Regions from separate parts of the Mus musculus genome. Here regions 1 and 2 are each linked to region 3. Evidence: chromatin contacts called from public promoter capture Hi-C data. All regions are on one chromosome and are shown on one strand. The core of a region is the stretch at or near the end of the contact, and the rest is flanking DNA. Distances in the headings are between cores, read along the strand shown.

Region 1 (4,408 bases), core at 605-3,104, 1.0 Mb before region 3:
GACCTCCTTGCTGTCTGTTCTCTAACACGACAGAAATGTTCTAACCTTAACTCACGGTTTCCTTTGGACCTCTGCTTCCTCCAAGCATCCACACGGCTCATCCTCACATCACTGAAGCCATAGGCCATCTGCAAGGAGGCCTTACCTAACCAGCTTCTCTCTCACTTTGGTCTCTACACCCTTTACCTCACATTATTCTCCACAACCCCGTGACCTTATAACGAATTGCACTATACCGCTGTGGGGTTTGTCTTAACCCAGGGGAGGGAGCCTCCACTGTTCTACTGCCTCCTACTCCACTGCAAGCACAGAAGCTAGGAAACTGTTTAGCAAGTCGGCACTCCTGATGTATTAGGACATTCTCTCAGGTACTACTGGCAGAAACCTGGGGCTCCACTATATGGGATTCGCTTGGTTGTCTTAACATTCCAAGGGAGGAAGCTAACCCAATTAAACTTGGGGGAGGGAGGGCTTTTTTTCTCAACGATGTCAGCATTTATCTGTGTGTATCACCTCTGAGACATTAGCAGTTGACAAAATAAACATCATCATGAACTACTGGTGAGCACAATATCTCATTTAGCCCCCCGTAGAAACCAAATGGCTTAGTATTATCCACAGTCCACGCTTAGGTTTAAGAAGTCATATGACCCTGACAAGATCACATAGTAAATAATCGAGATGTCGAGCTTCGAACCTAAACCCTTCGGTTCTAAAGTTTTTTCTTGCCTTAACCCTTTGGACCTAACACTAACAGCTCCAAGTGTGTTCTTGAAAGGCAATAATGGTGCAACAAAACAAAATTTATGGCAACACAACGACGTCCTTGCCGGCGACCATCAAAACTGACATGAGAATTAATAATCTGCTCGGGTTTTCCTGCACTTTCTTATAAGGGAAATATGCTTAAAGCCAATCCAACAAAACACCCCGTGCCTGTTTATTAGTGACCTCTGGGGTGTTGGTATTCTTTTTTTGAAGCCTAAAAGAGGGGAATCAGCGGGTGGCAGGTGGAGGAGAAGGGCTCAGATTGCAATACATCCGACCTCTGTCATAGCTTTGTTCTTTTCCTGTCTTCCCAGGGTCCTTTCCAAGTACACCCTGGAGGGCTAAAAGGAAAACACTGGTCCACTAGATATATCTCCTCCACTAAGTGATCCTAAGAGGCAGCAGCAGACAGACACACGTGCGGTTTCCATGATCAGTAGTGAGGGATTAAGTCCTCAGTGTCGCGGGACCCCAGGTCGGATTTGCTCACGGGATTCACCAGGCCTTCCTTTCCCATGACTGAAGGAGATGGGGTAGCAGGGAGGCCGTCGCTTTCCCGAAGCCACTATCCACAACCGAGCCAGCAGCCTCCCTTTGGGGCTCCCCGAGCCCTCCCGGGGAGAAAGGATTCCTATCCGTTCCCGGGAGACTGAAGGCGAGCCCGGCCTCGGTTCTCACCCGGACGCAGTGGCCAGGCCGAGAGCACTTACCATCGTTCTCGTAGCTGTGCCGCCTCCGCGACATGCTGCTTGCTGGTGCGCAGCCGATCTGAGTTGCTAGCCGCCTGCAACCCCAGAACCGTCGGGCTGCCGGCCGGCCGGTGCGCGGTCAGCGGCGAGGCGCGCGGACTGAGCGGCGCGCAGGCGCACTCGCTTACGACGCCTGCCGGAAGCGCGTGCAGAGGGGCACCGGATGGGCTCCGCAGTGGAAGGCCGGCGTCTGCAAGTCCAATTGCGGCCGCCTCCTCCGGCTTTCCACCCCGGGCCCTTCTGGACAGCGAGCTAAATTATCCGGGCCGCAGCGATCCCGCCTCGGCTTTATACAGGCCCGGCGGGATTTTCCCGGCGGCCCCTGCGCCGACGACTTAGGAGACTTCCGGAGAAAGGTGACGGCTCAGGGACTCTCTGCGCACGCGCGCGCCGGGGGGCGTGGGCTCGAGGGCGGGGAGCAGCGCCAAGTTGGTGAAGGGAGACCCAGGAAAGGCCTAGGGTTTGCGGGTAGGTGTTCTCTCTTTCTCTCTCGCCATCCCGCTGTAGACGCCTCGGGAGACCTGAGCGGGGAGGAGGGCAAGCCACTTTCAGCGGTAGGGAATCCAGGCCCGTCCGGCTGAATCTGCTCACTGTAGTCCTACTGCCTACTTCTCCCAGCTGACGGACGCCCCAGCTACTGATCGGTGTGGTTCCAATTGTTCTATTCCTCTGCACGTGTACAGTATGTGGACGTCCTCTGCCCTGTGATGGACACCAAACTGTCTTGTCCATGGTCTAGCCCAAACTTTTCCTTCAGTCTTACCTGTTACAGTAAATGGCCGTTTCGGTAGTTTGCTTAAATCCAAGAATTTAGGGAGGAGTCATTAGCTCCTTCACTTCCTGTGTTACAGTTTATCCACTAACACTGCCTGCTATACTCTGAGAGCAAGTCTAGTCAAACTTATTTACTATGCTTAAAACTCTTCACAGACTTAAAGCAATATTTTATGTATTTGTAAGTCTGTACATCATCCTGGAACTGGAGTTTCAGACTCTCTGTGAGCAAGGAGGAGAGTGCGCGGGAGCGGGGTGGGGGTGCTGAATCCCGGGTCTTCTGCTAGAGCAGTAAGCACTCTTAACCAGTGAGCCATCTTGCCATCTTTCCGGCTCTACTTCTCTTTGTTTATTTTAAAGATTATCGTTTTTCTATTCTTTTCATTTATTTATTCGTACATGCAAGCAATCCATCTTTCCAGGAATTTCCACTGCGAATTCCAAACTATGGCTTCTTGGGTTCTGTTCCCGTCATTGTGTGTAAACCACCATGTTCTTCTGCTAAAGTCCAGCTTGTTCACATTTTAGGAATCAAGACTTATTTTCTTTATCTGTTGGTCTCTGCTCTGAAATTTACATGACTAACTGTCAGGGACCTACAGAGTTATTTCTCTGACTCCTCAACTCTTGCTTTATTTCATTCAGCAAGTACTATATTGTATTAATTAACATTTGTCACCGTCTGTACATGGGACAACGAGACGGTGTTCAGGATACTGAAGCCCTAAGTGACCCTCTCAGGAATGATCACAGGTACTGTAGTCTGACGGACTTAATAGCAAAGGGCGAGTGGTACAAATTATCACTCATCCTTTGCTATTGAGGACAGATTATCCAGAGTAAGACTTTGGAAGAGTCCTCCAAGAAAGGATTTTAATATATTCTCATCTGGCTCCAGTTGCCTGAAATGAGCCAATTCGAGCCAGATGAGAATATATTAAAAATGGGTTTATTGGGAATCTGCTCTCAGGTGAGTTCACTGACCGCTACCAGGATTGAGACCAGGGAAGTCACTATGGGGATGGGGGTGGAGGAGGGAAGAACACAGGAGCAAAGAAAGAAGGGAAGGAGGCCCAACAAGGAGGCCAAAAGGTCTGGATTGTATAGAGAGGAGCCTCTGGGGGAAGGTTCAGGGTTGGGACAGGGTATACCAGATAGGGACTATGGGATACTGGGAGAACCTGAAGACCATGTCTGCTTTGATATGTAAAATATGCACCTTGGTCCAAGGTTAGAAACCAAACCTTAACCATTACTAAATCAGATAAGAAGTGAGTGTAGTTCAAAGTGGATTGCTGACTTTCAAAGGATGGCAAAGCATTGGGCCTGGTATAGTGGCCCCGAATTCTAGAAGTAGAGGCAAGGGGAATCTTAAATTTAGGATTACTAGAACCTCAAGGCCAGCCCCTACTATATAGCAAGACCCAGACTCAGAAAAATTAATTTAAAAACTAGGGGTTGGCCCAGGCAGCATACACCAGCTGATAGGAGGCCCCAGACACATATATAGCAGAGGACTGTGTGGTCTGGCCTTAGTGAGGGAAGATGCACCTAACCCTCAAGAAACTTGAGGCCCCAGGGAGTGGGGGCATTCTCTTGGGCAGGGGACAGAGAAGGTGTGGGATGAGGAACAGAGGGCAGACTGGAAGGTGGATAAAGACTAGACTGTAAAAAAGATTCAAGAATAAAATTTTCTTAATTTTGTTGGAAAAAAAAAATAGGGGTTGGCAAGATGGCTCTGTGGGCAAACCCCTGCCACTCAAGCCTGACAATACAACGTGTGTTTGATCCCTGGAGCCTGTGCAGATATGGAACTGGCAGGCATCTCGGCACAAGTAGCCACAGAAGTAAATCAAATGTAACAAAGAAGACTGCATTGGTTATAGTGTATCCATTTTGGTAAGATTTGGCCACAGTAGCAATTTGGAAATTTTGGCTCTGAGATTTGAGAACAAAAGAAACAAAGCTACAGAAACACTGGAGTTGGTTGATTTGGGAAGTCCATAGTGCTTTTCTGCTCTCATGTGCTGCCCTGTGTTTTGTTTTCCCCTGGCTTACTTCCTAGTTCATGTTTCTTTGAAGATGAGTGCTATTGCCTCAGAAGGGCTCTTCCTGTG
Region 2 (4,233 bases), core at 738-3,237, 1.2 Mb before region 3:
TCTGGCGTACATAGCTCTGCAACTCTCCACCCTTTACAGCCTAGGGCCCTCCCTAGTAGAACTGCAGAAAGTCATGCTCTTTGGAGTTTCGCGTCATCGAGGGTCCTTTGTGTCAGGCCAAACGCGGCCGTGGCCTCCCTACGTCCGCCCACGTCCAAATCGGGGCTGTGAACAGTGCAAGACACCGAGCCTCCACGGCCCTCAGGGGGCCTCGCACGTGAGTCTCAGTACAATACACGTTTTAGTCCTGTCCGCCGGTCTCGGGGGATTTACATCTTTCAGAACGTCCTGGAGTTAGTGAGGTTTCGTGCCTACCCGGGCTCACATGGCAGACACGAACCGATCCACCGCGCCGGGGTAGGCGGTGGCGTGGCGGGAGTGGTAGGCACCGCCACCACCGGCTCCGAGTTGCCCACCGGGATTGTAGCAGGGTCCCAGCGCCGCTCCGAACTGGCCCGGCGACGTGCGCCCGTAGAAGTCCACCGTGGCCTCCACGCCGCCGCTGCCGCCTCCCGCGGGGGGCGAGGCCGGTCCGGCCAGGCGGCCCGCAGCAGCGGCGAAGAGCGCACTGCTCGCTCCTTGCGGGTACGCGCCGTCGGGGCCCGCGTAGGCGGCGGCATAGGCGGCGGGGTTGACCGGCCGCGCTCCGGTGCACACCGCCGGCTGGAAGCTCCCGGTGCCCGCCGCGCCCGCCGCAGCCGCGAAGGCGCACGAGCCGCCGGCCGCTGACGGCGCGGGGCCCAGATCGGGGCTGAGCGGCCGCTCGGGAACCAAGCCGAAGACCCGGCAGGGCCCCGGCGACGCGGCGGGGTAGTAGACCGGCGGAGGCGCGGCGAGTGGCGGCGCGTAGCCCGCATAGACGGCGCCCGGGTAAGCCGGCCTTGCGGCAGGCACGGCGCCCGGGAAGATGGCGGCAGCGGCAGCGGCGGCGGCAGCGGCTGCATCGTGCATGTAGGCCGGGTAGGTGGACAGGTCCGAGCGCTTGAAGCGCTTGCGGCGGCGCAGGAAGCTGCCGCTTTCGAACATGTCCTCGGCGTTGGGGTCGAGCGCCCAGTAATTGCCCTTGCCCGGGCGGCCCGCCTCGCGCGGGATCTTGAGGAAGCAGTCGTTGAGGGTGAGGTTGTGGCGGATGCTGTTCTGCCACTTCTTGGGGTTGTCGCGGTAGAACGGGAAGCGCTCGGTGATGAACTTGTAGATGCCGCCCAGAGTCAGGCGGCGCTCGGGCGCGTGCGCGATGGCCATAGCGATGAGCGCGATGTAGCTGTAGGGCGGCTTCCCCCGCTGCAGGGGGCGCTTGCGTCGCCGTCCTCCCGCGCCGCGACCCGCAGCCTCCGCCGGGACCCCCGCGCCCGCCGCCGCCGCCTCACCGCGCTCTTCCTTCACGGCCGCCAGCGTCTCGGGCTGCGGCGGGGGAGGCGGCGCGCTCTCGGCCGTCATGGCGCCGCGGTCCCTCCCCCCCGTACCCCCCGTCGTCTTCAGCTGTAGACGACCGCTCTGGCCGCAATCCCGATCCCACGGGAGCCGACGCCGGGGCTTTGCAGCGGGCACCGAGAGCGCTGAGGGCAGGGAACTTCGGGGTCTGGAGCGCTGAGTCCACCGACGGCTCCTGTGGGGCACCGGCCAGAGGATCCTTGGCGCTCTGGTGCCAGGCGATCAAGGGGTCCGGACGTGGCTCGAAGGCCGGGGTGGCGGCAGCTGTTTGGGAGTCCCTGCGGGTCTGAGGATGACCGTCGAGGCGGTGCGCGTAGAGGAGGCTGCAGGCTGGGGTCTCGTGCCAGGGCCTTCAGTGGGGGCACCGTACACCCCTGCAGGGGCCGCCCATGCCGCACCCCTACGGTGGAAGGTACAACCCAAGCGGAGGGCAGAGAGGCGAGACGGGCGAGCGGGCCGGGCCAGGTGGCGAGCAAGTGCTCCGTTCTGCGGCTCTGAACTCCAGCACGGAGTCCGGCCGGCGAGGCGCTCTCCTGCACACACCTGGGCCAGCTCCTCCCTCCGCTGGCTTCTCCTCCTTAAAGGCGCCAGCAAACGCGGGGCGTAGCCGCTTCCCTGCCCGCCCCCCCCCACTCCCCCCTTCCCCACCCCCGCGACGGGCACACCTCCCCAGGTAGCGGCTGGAGTCCCAAAACGTCAGAGCGGGGAGGGCGCCTGGAGATTCGGGGGCTGGCCCCCTCTGCGCGCCAAGCGGGAGACTGAGACTCCAGGAGCTCGGCCCAGCGCTCCTGAATCGGTCTTTGCGGAAAAGTTGTGTCTCACGTGGAAAGAGGGCTCATGGCATTTTCTTGTTCAGAGAGGGTAAGAACTGGACTAAAGTGGGGCGCGTTTAATTCTTGGGATGCCTTCCAAATCCAGGTTTAGGCTACCTGGCCCAATCTCTGGTGCAATTCATTTTCAGACAAGGATTCCCAGGTCTACAGCAACTTTGCTGCCCTCCGGTGCCTGCAGCCTGCGTCTGTTTTAGAGTAAGCTTTTCAGTTCGTGGTGAGGTAGTGCCACAGGGAGTCGCTTTACCAGGTTCCTGGTCTGTCCCGAAGTTTTGTATCTCAAGAGGTGTTTAGGGAAAGCCTCCTCGCCGCATCAGGGTCCTTAGGTGGCTTGGGACCCTTTTCTATATGCAGGAGAATGCCTGGTTAGCGAAGACTTGGCTCCTGCTGTCTGCAGTCGCCGCCTCTCAACCCCTCCACTACCACGGGGCCAGAGAGGGCCAGCCGCCTCTAGAGGTCTGAGTGAAGACTTGGGAGAGGATGCTGCAGTCAGTGCACAACTCTACTGGTGTATGCGTGTGTGTGCGTGCGTGCGTGCGCGCGCGCGCGCGCGCGCGTGTGTGTGTGTGTGTGTGTGTGTGTGTGTGTGTGTGTAGACTGTTCCAAAATGTCCGATTTCTGCCTTCCTCTGGCAGGATTCGGTGCTAGAGAGGGACTCCCAGCGGCGCAGCCCCACCTGCCTGGTTCGCTTTCTGGCCACTTTTGGAACTGGTTACGTTAGATTCCCAACTCAGGAATCTAAGATTTGGTTCTTAAGATCCTCACGGTGAAGCCAGTACCTTTCCTGAGCATGGGAATTGTGTAAGGAGCCGGACTGGAAAGAGACACACTGTGGAGGGTTCAGGTCTAACGTGGGTGGCCCAGCCTTCTGGTTTTATTGCGTTCTTCTTCAGTGAGCACTGGGTGGCTGCCTTTGAAAGAAAGAGGCAGAGAGCACAGATCCTCTCTCCTGCAGTCGACCTTGCTTGAAGACCTTCCCCAGCTCCTTGAATGCAGAGGGGCTTCCTGCTTGCTGCGGCCCCTCGCTCCTAAAGAAGCCAGGGGAAGCTAGATTTCTCACGTTTCTTTCCCCCCAGAGTAAACTTTAAGCCAATTATACGATTAGGAACGTCTGTGGTTCTCCATATTCCAAGATTTGTATTTCCAGATTTTAAATTCTGAGCGGTTATCTCAGTGTGAATCCCTACATTCTTGTGTCTATACAAATCTTCTAAGCGTCTAAAAGGCTGTAAATGGGCATTCAAGGTGGCTCGGCCTGTGCCGGCGCTTTCCACAAAGCCAAGGACTGAGAATGTCTCCTGGTAGTCCTCTGACTACTACAAAAGGTGTGCGTGTGTGCCTGCCGCCACGTCTTGTGCAACACACACACACACACACACACGCTCACACACACACGCTCACACACACACTAAATGTAAAAAATAAAAAGCCACTATGTACAGATGTTAGAACTACGGCTTTATGCCTGGAACTTGCTGCTCTATTGGAAGCTGCTTCTTTCTTTGAATTTTTTTTCTTTTCTACACTCTCAAGCATGTGTTATTTAATGTGAATTCCGATCCTAGGGTGTCTTACTGGAAGACCTGGGTCTTAATAAATGCATAATTGCTGTCTTCCTTACTTCCAAAATCGACTGTTTTGTAGGGGACTAGAAGAGCCTCAGTCTTGTGAGTTGTCTAATGTTCATTACAGTTTGCTTTAATGATTGTCCACGACTTTCTGATCACCCCCCCCCCCAACCGTCCTCTGACTCTGGCTAGAATCCTCCAGGCCCCCAGAGGTCTCTGGTCCTGCATCTCCATTCTTCCAGAATTCTGCTTCCCTCTGCTTGGTGGTACCTCAGTCTCCAGGGATTAGAATTCTCAAGATCATGACTACCAGGTTTGATGTTGGGTGGCGTTTGTGTGTGTGTGTGTGTGTAAGAGTCCTGAATTTTACTGCATACAATTTTATTCAGATGATGTACTCCTAC
Region 3 (4,374 bases), core at 103-2,602:
CCCATTCATGTCTGAAAACTCTAACTTGATTTTCTCTCATCTGTCCAGTGTTGATCAGTTTTGATCTGGGCTCATACTTGCTGTAGTCCAAGATCTTCATTAGAATATTTAAAGATCAGTTACCTCCAAAAAATGAGTGTACAGAAAAAAAATGTGGGAAATGTTAGAATTTCAGTGTCTGGGACACTAGCAGTCTGAGCTCACTAGCTGAGGGTGATAACCTTGACCTCTGTTTTTTGTTTGTGTTTGTTTATCTTGGGATTGTTTGTTTGTTTCAGATTGTCCTTGTAATTACTTTGTAACCCAGGCTGCCCCTAACCTTGCAGTAATTCTTTTGCCTCTGTCTTCTGAGGGCTGAAATTACAGGTGTGAGACACTGTTTCCACCTTGACCTTGAACTCATTCGTTTGTTTGTCTGGAGACAGGATTTTTCTGTGTCACCCTGGCTGTCCTGGAACTCACTCTGTAGACCTGGCTGGCCTTGAACTCAAAGATCTGCCTGCCTGTGTCTCCCAAGTGCTTGAGCCAGCACTGCCCTGACCTTCAACTCTTGACCCCTTTTTTCCAGCAGCCCAGTGCTGGGAACACAGGTGTGTGCAGCACTGTGCTGGCTAGTTTTTGTCAACTTGACACCTAGGAAGCGAAAACCTCAATTGAGGAATTGCCTCCACCAGATTGTCCTATTGGTGAATTTGAGGGTCATTGTGTGACTACTAGTTGATGGAGGAAGGCTTAGCCCACTGTGGGCAATGCCACCCGGCAGGTGGTCCTAACCAATAAAAGTAAGTTAGCTGGTTGAGGCCAGCTAGCCAGTAAAGACAACGTCTCCGCTTGGTTTCAGTTCCCTCCTCTAGGTTCCAGCTTGAACTCCAGTGCTGGCCTCCCTGGATAACGTTAACAGGTTAGGTGAAACACTTTCCTTCCTAAGTTATTTTGGTGGTGTTTATCACAACAGCAACACTATCCAGGGCTTCATGCATCCTAAGAAAACGATTTGGCAAACGAACTTCATTCCCAACTAAGTTGTTTTAAATTTCAAACCTAGGAAGGACAGACTAAAATGTGCATTTCACGAAGTACTGTCTTAGATTCTTCATAAATGTTATTATTATTTATAATGATATTTTTGCACACACCTCCCTACTTTACAGCATAAAACAACTTTACAGGTGGCACTCTCCCGGCTAGGGACCAAAACACAGTCCAGATCCACCCAAGGCTCAGAGACTTAAGGCGGCGGCCGCCCCCTTCAGGTCTCTTTGCTTCAGACACAAGAAGACAGGATGAAATTTTCCCCTCACAGGTTCCCGTCACAGGACAGAAACAAGGGGTGGGACAGGAAGTGGAGCCTGGCTAAGTTCCGGGTGCAGGGCGGCCACTGGAGGAGAGCAAGCTGCTGCTCTCGCAAGCTTTGGAGGCAGAGCCGCCGCAATGTTCCGGATCGAGGGTCTCGCGCCCAAGTTGGACCCGGAGGAGATGAAGCGGAAGATGCGTGAGGATGTGGTCTCCTCCATTCGGAACTTCCTCATCTACGTGGCCCTGCTGCGAGTCAGTGAGTGTCCTTCTGGGCTGTGACCGTGAGGCCACGCGTCCACACCCAACCCTGCACGCGGTCGTGGGGCCTTGAGCTGAGCATCCTGGGGAGAGTGGGGTGCTTGCACGTCCAGGACTGCCCAACTGCGCACACTCTGGGGGTCTGCGGGTCCTGGGGATGTGCCCAGTGCACGTGGTGGCGGAGGACGCGTGGTTAAGTCACCTTTGCTCGCCCAACGTTTGTGCTTAAGAAGCTCCCACGTGTTATCCTCGGAGCAATACCCTCGTTTTGCAAACCTAGAAACGGTCCCCGGAAGGTGGCTGACCCAAGGTCATTTGGCCGTTCAGAGAACGAATACAATTCCGGCTGAGCTCTTAATAAGGTAGCAGGCGCTTTCTCTCTCTGCTTGCCTTTGAAGTACAAGAGATTAGCTTTCTTTATGTTTGTTTGTACAGAGGGTGAAGTAAATAATTGGTTTTTCTTGGAGAATCTCTGAAGCGTTTGATCTCAACATTAACAAAAGTTGCTTGATCTGTGCCACCTCACCCCAAGTGAGAGCTTGAGTTCATAGGACACATACTCAAGGTTAAAGCCATACTGTCAATTTAAAAGTCAGGGGCTGGCTAGGTGGCTCACTGAGTTGCCTGAGCCGGATCCACACGTGGTGGCAGGAGAGAACCAGTTTCCAGAAGTTGTACTCTGACCTCCACACCTGTACCACTTCTTCCTATTGTCCAGTGCTTGCTTGCCTGTGGGAGTCTTCTGGGCAGGGAGAGGCAGGAGCGATTCAAATAATTGAAGAACATACCAACATTTTTAGAAGACTGGAGTTAAGGCCTCCCTCATTTGGGTGCCTCTTTTGCTGTACTCTCTGTATTGCTGGCTCCTCCAGGACAGGACATCTTGGGGGAAATGGAAGCACCCAAAACATCCTGCTTACCCTTTAAACTTTAGCTTTCCCATCCTTCTCTTATAGGCAAGAGCTCTCAAGGAAATGTTAGCTTAGTGCACTGATTTATTCTATTTAATGATTTTTATTTAGAACCGGGCATGGTAGCACACACTTTTAATCCCAGCACTCAGAAGGCAGAGGTAGGTGGATCTCAATGATTTTTTTTTTTTTTTTTTTTTTTAAAGACCAGCCTGGTCTGCAAATGGAGTTCCAGGACAGACAGGGCGGTTACACAGAGAAATCTGTCTTGAAACAAGAGACTTTTGTTATGTGTTTTTCTGCTTGTCTATATGTGAACCACGTGCCTGCAGTCCAGAAGGGGGCGTTGGAATCCCTGGAACTGGAGTCAAGCTGGCCATTAATTGTAAGCTGCCAGGGATGGCTGGATGGCTGGGCTGCTGGGATCTGAACTCAGGTCCTCCTGATTGACCGCAGACACTCTGAACTGCTGAGTCATCTCTATCTCAGCAACGCCACTTGGGTATTCCAGACAGCTCTGTGCACATCATTTATCACATCAGCACAGTAACTGGTGTGATCTGAAGGGCATAGGTGACAGAGTCATAGAGAAACCAGAGTAGGTGTCTGTTCCTCTGCTTGCCTTACACACACACACACACACACACACACACACACACACACACCTCCTAGCCCCTGTTCTCCCAGCATTGGTAATGAAGCCTAATGCCCATTTGATTCCTCTTGCATTTCGTCTTGTTTGGGTTAAAAAGGAATCTGCTCCACCTCCCACCCCCCTCAAGTATACCTTGGGGGTAAAGTCCTTGCCTGGCCCGTGCAAGACCTGGATTTAACTTCCTGTAGTGCAAAATAGGTCAAAGATGCCCACAGTGAAGGGCTGTTGGGGTTACGTACAGCCCTGGAGGAAAGATGCCGGAGTGTGAGGTTGCTTGCTCTTTGTGTGCGATGGTTATTGAGTGACATGGGGGTGGGCAGCTTTGCAAAGCAGCGGATCCCTTCTTGTGGTCAGACACAATTGTTGGATAACAATTTGGAAGTTTCTAGAATCATATTTCATAAAGTCAGTGACATCCACCATCGCCACCACCACCACCATTATAACTGTGCAGTATGGCCTGAGGACTTGTAGAATAAAACCTAATTCAGGGGCTGGAGAGATGGCTCAGTGGTTAAGAGCACCAACTGCTCTTCCAAAGGTCCTGAGTTCAAATCCCAGCAACCACATGGTGGCTCACAACCATCCGTAATGAGATCTGATGCCCTCTTCTGGGGTGTCTGAAGACAGCTACAGTGTACTTATGTATAATAATAAATAAATCTTTAAAAAAAAACCTAATCCCGGGTTTTTCTTTCAGCTCCATATATCTTAAAGAAGCTGGATAGCATCTGAGGACGGGCAGTCAGGTGGATGCATGGCATGAAGACCTGGTGACGGCTTCTCCTCCTGTCTGCAGCTGAATTGGCCCAGAAAGGTGTAAGGCTGATTAAACGGACATATAAACTACTTGTTGAGAACAAGTAGGACTTTGAGAACTGACCTCCATAGCTGAAATATAAAGCCACTTGGGAAGTGCAAAAAGATGTCTTGTGTTCATGGTGCCCTTAGGCCCATGAACTCCACCCCTGTGAGTGTTGATGGAGTGGTTAATAATGTCAGGCTCTAAGGGGAGTCATTTCTGTTTACCACTTCTGTTCAAAGTGTTATTTGTGAAGTCTGTTTGGAAGTCAGCATACACCCACAATGACATTTAAGCACAGTCTATATTTTTAATAAACATTCTGATGAAGAAAGCGTGGTTTTGTGTTTTTAATCCCACTTTGGTCATGGCCATCCTTGGTGGGACTGTTACAGCACTGCGACTATTGCTCCTGGAGTTTGGTTTGAGCTTGAGAATCTGTTAATCCTGCT

The links. Promoter capture Hi-C pulls out the DNA fragments that hold promoters and counts their contacts.
Region 1: a promoter capture Hi-C map of liver shows a contact between it and region 3, with 6 times the contacts expected there. The contact joins the promoter of Ncbp1 here to the promoter of Tomm5 in region 3. A contact is called at or near these places in 7 of 39 promoter capture datasets (3T3-L1-derived adipocytes, the C10 cell line, embryonic stem cells and 4 more), 1 of 484 Hi-C or Micro-C datasets (pro-B cells), 5 of 115 datasets of contacts at active chromatin or transcription factors (astrocytes, embryonic forebrain, embryonic stem cells and 2 more) and 1 of 9 other capture datasets (embryonic stem cells).
Region 2: a promoter capture Hi-C map of stem cell-derived epiblast-like cells shows a contact between it and region 3, with 2.9 times the contacts expected there. The contact joins the promoter of Foxe1 here to the promoter of Tomm5 in region 3. A contact is called at or near these places in 2 of 39 promoter capture datasets (liver and stem cell-derived epiblast-like cells) and 1 of 115 datasets of contacts at active chromatin or transcription factors (embryonic stem cells).

Annotation. Positions count from the first base shown.
Region 1 is chr4:46,135,957-46,140,364 of GRCm38.p6, reverse strand. Ncbp1 (nuclear cap binding protein subunit 1) reads right to left here and starts at 1,854. Exons shown (of 23, transcript NM_001033201.3): 1 at 1,479-1,854. The coding sequence starts at 1,512. Tstd2 (thiosulfate sulfurtransferase (rhodanese)-like domain containing 2) reads left to right here and starts at 1,890. Exons shown (of 10, transcript NM_173033.3): 1 at 1,890-1,985.
Region 2 is chr4:46,341,398-46,345,630 of GRCm38.p6, reverse strand. Foxe1 (forkhead box E1) reads right to left here and starts at 1,987. Exons shown (of 1, transcript NM_183298.2): 1 at 1-1,987. The coding sequence starts at 1,437. The coding sequence ends at 322. It overlaps Gm12446 (predicted gene 12446), which reads left to right and starts at 2,150. Exons shown (of 6, transcript NR_165272.1): 1 at 2,150-2,292.
Region 3 is chr4:45,105,091-45,109,464 of GRCm38.p6, reverse strand. It overlaps Tomm5 (translocase of outer mitochondrial membrane 5), which reads left to right and starts at 1,352. Exons shown (of 2, transcript NM_001099675.1): 1 at 1,352-1,552; 2 at 3,821-4,256. The coding sequence starts at 1,432. The coding sequence ends at 3,855.